Linked DNA regions of Pan troglodytes: region 1 is linked to region 2. Evidence: chromatin contacts called from public HiChIP or PLAC-seq data. All regions are on one chromosome and are shown on one strand. The core of a region is the stretch at or near the end of the contact, and the rest is flanking DNA. Distances in the headings are between cores, read along the strand shown. Region 1 holds the start of GDF11 (growth differentiation factor 11). Region 2 holds the start of RPS26 (ribosomal protein S26).

The links. HiChIP or PLAC-seq counts read pairs in DNA pulled down with a chosen protein or histone mark.
Region 1: a contact with region 2 is called in an H3K4me3 HiChIP or PLAC-seq map of stem cell-derived excitatory neurons, with 2.7 times the contacts expected there. The contact joins the promoter of GDF11 here to the promoter of RPS26 in region 2. A contact is called at or near these places in 1 of 7 Hi-C or Micro-C datasets (stem cell-derived neural progenitor cells) and 1 of 1 datasets of contacts at active chromatin or transcription factors (stem cell-derived excitatory neurons).

What each region holds. Positions count from the first base shown.
Region 1 is chr10:40,266,937-40,269,837 of NHGRI_mPanTro3-v2.0_pri, reverse strand. It overlaps GDF11 (growth differentiation factor 11), which reads left to right and starts at 1,319. Exons shown (of 4, transcript XM_016923257.4): 1 at 1,319-1,873. The coding sequence starts at 1,429.
Region 2 is chr10:39,970,205-39,973,004 of NHGRI_mPanTro3-v2.0_pri, reverse strand. It overlaps RPS26 (ribosomal protein S26), which reads left to right and starts at 1,522. Exons shown (of 4, transcript NM_001252589.1): 1 at 1,522-1,789; 2 at 2,045-2,222. The coding sequence starts at 1,787.

The sequences.
Region 1 (2,901 bases), core at 70-2,569, 300 kb before region 2:
TCATCTCGTGCATCTGAGCGCAGACTTCTTTCCCATGCTCACCCTTGCAACCTCCAGCCCCTTCTCAGACTTCTAAGACCCTGCAGATCCAAAGATATAGCTAGAAATCCAGAGATCTAGATTTCTCCCCAAGTATAACAGCCTCCAGCCATCTCCTCTCACCCTTCCCCCAGTGGCCTCTAGCTCCTGCCTTTTCCAGCCGGCTGACTACCTTAGCCCTGTTAAGCCCCAGTTTCAAGCTCACAGTCTTCCCAGCTCTATGTCTTCCCTCTGTTTCAGTTCTTCCCATCACCTCTCCACCTTCTTAGGTTGTCCCTGACCTCTTCCTCTCCTAGTCCCCTTAATCCCTCTGATGAGCCTAGCCTGGTGCTTCCTTCCATGGCTTCCTTGAGCATCTTCTTTGGGCTACCTCTGGTGGCTAGAGCTCCTCTGGTCTCAAGTTCTCCACCTCTGTCCCCTGGGCTCTCTGTGCTCCCACCAAGGCTGACTCTTGTGGCTCCTTCTCTCAGGAGTTTCTGCCTTTCCTCTCCCCCACCCCCAATCCCCTGCACCTGCCTCCTCAGGGGCTCCCTTGGTGTCTCCCTGTCTGTGCCCCTCTCTCTCCTCCCCCATCCTGATTTCTCTCCCCCCCATCCCCCCACCCCCACCCCTTTCCCAGGGCACTCGTCTGTCCTCTGTTCCTCTGCCCCTGTTCCCATCTCCATGACCCCCGATCTCTTCTGGTCTGGCTCTGTAGACCTCTGTCTCCCCCTATCTAGTGGTACCCCTCTTCTCCCCATTTTTGTCTCCACTCTAACTCTCCCACTAGTTGTCCCAGTCTTCCTCCTTCTTGGTTCTGTGTCTCCCACAGACACACAATTTCCCTCTCTAGCTAAGTCTCTCACCTCTGCGTCTTCCCCCTGACTCTTCTTTTCCTCCTTTGTCTCTCCCTCTCTCCTCCTCCTTTTCCTATCTCTGTCTCTTCCCCCTTTATCTCTCTGATTCTCCTTGGTCTCTCTGGCTCTGACTTTCCCTCTATATCCGCCCCCCGCCCCCTCATATCTCTGTCTCTTCATCTCTCTCTGGCCCTTGCTCCCTCACTCCCTCCCTCTCTCTATTCCTCGGCTCTCTCCGGCTCCCTCTCTCGCCTCGGATGACAGCGCTGCCTCTTTTGTTGGCTCCGCAGCCAATCGCGGCCGCTGACGACACGGGGGCCGGGGCTATAAAGGGCCTGGCCCGGGCTCGGGCCCCCCCAGCCGCCCGCCCCGGCCGCCCGCCCGCCCCGCCCGCGCGCCCGCCGCCCCCGGCCCCCCGGGTCCCCCCTCGGCCGGGCAGCCCCCAATCCCGCGCCGCCCGGACCCCCTCCTCCTTCCTCCCTCCTCCCTCCGCCCCCTCCCCGCGGGACTCCGGCGTCCCCGCCCCCCAGTCCTCCCTCCCCTCCCCTCCAGCATGGTGCTCGCGGCCCCGCTGCTGCTGGGCTTCCTGCTCCTCGCCCTGGAGCTGCGGCCCCGGGGGGAGGCGGCCGAGGGCCCCGCGGCGGCGGCGGCGGCGGCGGCGGCGGCGGCAGCGGCGGGGGTCGGGGGGGAGCGCTCCAGCCGGCCAGCCCCGTCCGTGGCGCCCGAGCCGGACGGCTGCCCCGTGTGCGTTTGGCGGCAGCACAGCCGCGAGCTGCGCCTAGAGAGCATCAAGTCGCAGATCTTGAGCAAACTGCGGCTCAAGGAGGCGCCCAACATCAGCCGCGAGGTGGTGAAGCAGCTGCTGCCCAAGGCGCCGCCGCTGCAGCAGATCCTGGACCTACACGACTTCCAGGGCGACGCGCTGCAGCCCGAGGACTTCCTGGAGGAGGACGAGTACCACGCCACCACCGAGACCGTCATTAGCATGGCCCAGGAGAGTAAGTGGGCTGCGGGGCGCGAGCAGTGGGGTGCTGGCTCTGGCCCCGCGAAGGGCGCCTTCTGCTCCAAGCGGGGCGCTCCCTGCTGCCCCGGCCCGGAAGCTTTTTCTGCGAAAACTTGACGAATTAGGGAGCGGGGGCTACTTCATAGAAGTTTTCCGAGCGGTGGAGATGGGCTGCAAAGTTGTATGCACGCCTAGTTCCCGGAGGTTGGGGCGGGGGAAATGGGGCGGGTTTCGAGATAGTGCCTTCCACCCCCAGTATGCTAAAAAGATCCTTGTTGGAGTCCGGGGAAGCTGGGGCTGGGCAGTGACTCTGTCCTGAAAAGCCGTGGTGGGGAGGCTGGAGAACAGAATCGGGAGGCTGCAGGACCCCCGCAGCCCCAGCTGGACTGCAGTGCTCTCTGCTTCCCAGTGGCCCTGGCGGTAACTCCCCACTCCGTGCTCCGTTCGCAACGTGCCCAACCGCCTGCAGAGAACTGTGTGCTTTCTCCCAAGAATAGGGTCCCAGAGCCCTGTACACCTCCTGGCAGCCCAGCTGGCACCCTTTCCATCCTGACCCCTGTCTCAGACCGGGTATCCCAAGGGGTCGGAAAAGCTGTGCCTTCTTGATACTGACCGAGCTCGGAGAGCTCAACTCCATTGCGCTGGGGGCTAAGGACACTCATTGGCTACTCAAACCTTAGTGTTCCATCCCTTATTCGCCCACCCCTACTGCAGGTGGACTTGAGAGAGACGAAGACCTAGGAAAAAAGAGAAAGTAGTAGATGGGGGAGCAGGAACCCAGGCATCCGAGCCCCTGACCAAACGGAAGATGAACATATAATAGACATGAGCTGCTTTGAAATTTTATGGCCTGGAAAATCCAGGCGAATACTACACCCTCCCTTTTCCAGCTCTCCTTAGGGTCAGGTGACTCCTTCTCCTCCCCCACTGAGGTCTCCCCCCCCCCCCAACTACAGGGAACCAGGCCTCTCTTATTCCCTAGTGGTTTGGCAAGGTTCCCCCCTTCCCACAGCCCCCTGCAAC
Region 2 (2,800 bases), core at 273-2,772:
CCATCCTGGGTCTGAATGCTAGGAGGTCCCCTTGCCACCCTAGTGTCTTCAACTTTGGAGACAACTGGGTGGTTGGCTGTGGACAGCCATTCCTGCCAGGCTGAAGCTTGCTTGCTTTTTTTTTTTTTTTTTTTTTGAGACAGAGTTTCGCTCTATTGCCCAGACTGTAGCACAGTAGCCCAATCTCAGCTCACTGCACCTTCTGCCTCCCGGGTGCAAGCAATTCTCCTGTCTCAGTCTCCCGAGTAGCTGGGATTACAGGTGTGCGCCACCAGGCCTAATTTTTGTATTTTTAGTAGAGGTGGGGTGTCACTATGTTGACTAGGCTGGTCTTGAACTCCTGACCTCAGGTGATCCGCCTGCCTTGGCCTCCCAAAGTGTTGGGATTACAGGCGTGAGCCACTGCACCCAGCCTAAGGCTTAAGTCTTTCCGATGGCTCTTCAGAGGTAAATGGAGCTTACACATAATCTTTCAATTAGGGGTCAGATTCACCAATGAGTGGTGAAATAATTTTCGTGGTTTTTGATCAGCATTTATTAAAATAGAGAACAGAAAGATTAAGTAAAAATAAAGAATAGAACATACCAGCACACCTATGACAAGGGTAAGTATCGTTTCATAAAGCTTGTGTTTCAGTTTTGCATGTGCATGTAATCGTGTTTGTGTGTGTACTGGGTACCAATGTAAAATGTATTCGTGCTATGGATCTGGGTGAAAAACGTTTAAGTCATTAGTCCAGGCTATTCCTCCATCCATTTGTTAGGTGACATACAGCATAGTACAGCGGAGCCAGAATACCTACTGCACCTCAGTTCTTCAATCTTTTTTTTTTAATTGATTTATTTATTTTTGAGACAGAGTTTCGATCTTTTTACCCAGGCTAGAGTGCAGTGGCGCGATCTCGGCTCACTGGAAACTCCGCCTCCCAGGTTCAAGATTCTCCTGTCTTAGCCTCCTGAGTACCTGGGATTACAGGCGCCCACCACCAGGCCGGGCTAAATTCTTCAATCTTTAAAGTGAGGATAATAATAGTAGCTACCTATAGGCTTGCTCAAAGTTAAATGAGTTAATATTTATAAAGGCGCTTACCACAGGGCCAGGCACTGTGCCAGAGATAAAAAGATGAATGAGAAATAGCCCCAGCCTCAATGCACTTCATTGTGGGATTTTCTCCATATTGGAAGGAGGGATTCACAAAATGCTTGTTTCCTCTCAGGCCTTCCTCTTCGTAATCCTACACCTACCTAGTAGAAGGACTGTCAGAGAAATGAGCCCAGGGCGTCCCCCGGTGGCGCAGCGCCGCCTTCGGTCTAAGCACTTGGGGCAGGGGGGAAGGGGGGGAGGGGGAGCCTCTTGGCTTCGCACTACAATTCCCACCAAGCATCTCTCCCTCTCTGGCCTCTAATAACGAGTGCGCCTTGTGGTCCAGCGTCTGGCAACTTTCACGCATAGCGTCGCGTATACCGGAAAATTGCATCGTCCAGAATTGCTTCCGAGTCGGCGCGGCGCAAGGCTTGCTGGGAGACACATAACCTCGATTTTCTTCCGCCATCCGGCTAAATAGTCCCATGTGCACTTTGTTCCATGGATAAATAAACACTAGGAACGCATTTCCACCCTAGATTTCAGCAGAAATGCTGAATGTAAAGGAATATTTGAGTAAAGTGAGTTGCCGTTCTTGAAGCCCGTCTCCTAAGGATTCTCCCGGTGTGCGCGTAGGGATCTCATGCTATATAAGAGGGCCCTGCCAGGCACCGCCTCCTCTCTCCGGTCCGTGCCTCCAAGATGGTGAGTCTTCTTGCGTGGTGAGGGTGGGGGTTCGGGTGCAGACTCTGGGATTGTGGGCAAGTGAGAGCCTGGAGCACGGCTGAGGGGTGGACCGAGTGTACATTTCATTTGCTCTGGGGGTCGGCGGCATTTGCGGAGAAACAGGAGATCCGGGCGGCGTCTTCCTGGAGGCTGCCTGTGCGGCTTGTGGCCGGAAAGGGACTGAGGCTGGGTGAGTTGCGCCGTCTTCCTAACAGTTTTCCCATCCTGTCGCAGACAAAGAAAAGAAGGAACAACGGTCGTGCCAAAAAGGGCCGCGGCCACGTGCAGCCTATTCGCTGCACTAACTGTGCCCGATGCGTGCCCAAGGACAAGGCCATTAAGAAATTCGTCATTCGAAACATAGTGGAGGCCGCAGCAGTCAGGGACATTTCTGAAGCGAGCGTCTTCGATGGTAAGTGGGTCACCGGCGCGAACTGTGTGAGGATCCCAGTATCTTAAAGCCTTCGCCCAACTTCGCCCTTCTGCAGGCTCTGTTCTTTGGAGCCTCTCAGGCAATTTCCACGTATTTAAGGTTGTTACTGGTAGAGAATTCTCTTGTTTGCTGTTTTGATTCTTTTCTGGGCAGAGGGTGACTTTGTGATAGAGTGCACAGCCTTTACTCTGAGGTAAAGGTTTGCCTGTTTCGGTTACGAGATTGCAAAAACTAGAAACTTGGTAAATTTGACAATTCTTGTGCTATTGATTATTTGAGTACTTGTGAAAATATACAGGTGAGGAAGAATGTCTTCAACGTTTCGAGAATGGAGGCCGTCTAGTTTGGTGTGCAAGGATGATGTTTGGAGCAATAAGAACATCGCTTTTTTTCCTTTTATAGAAAGAGCAAGGTTCAGGGTAGGCATTAGGGCGGGTGTAGGTGTAGAAGGAACTGGATTATTGGTTTATTGCATTTAGAATGCCAGTCTGGTCCTTGCGGTGTCAAGATGAACTCACGTGGGATGTTAATTCACTTGTAAAACTGAGGGTTATACA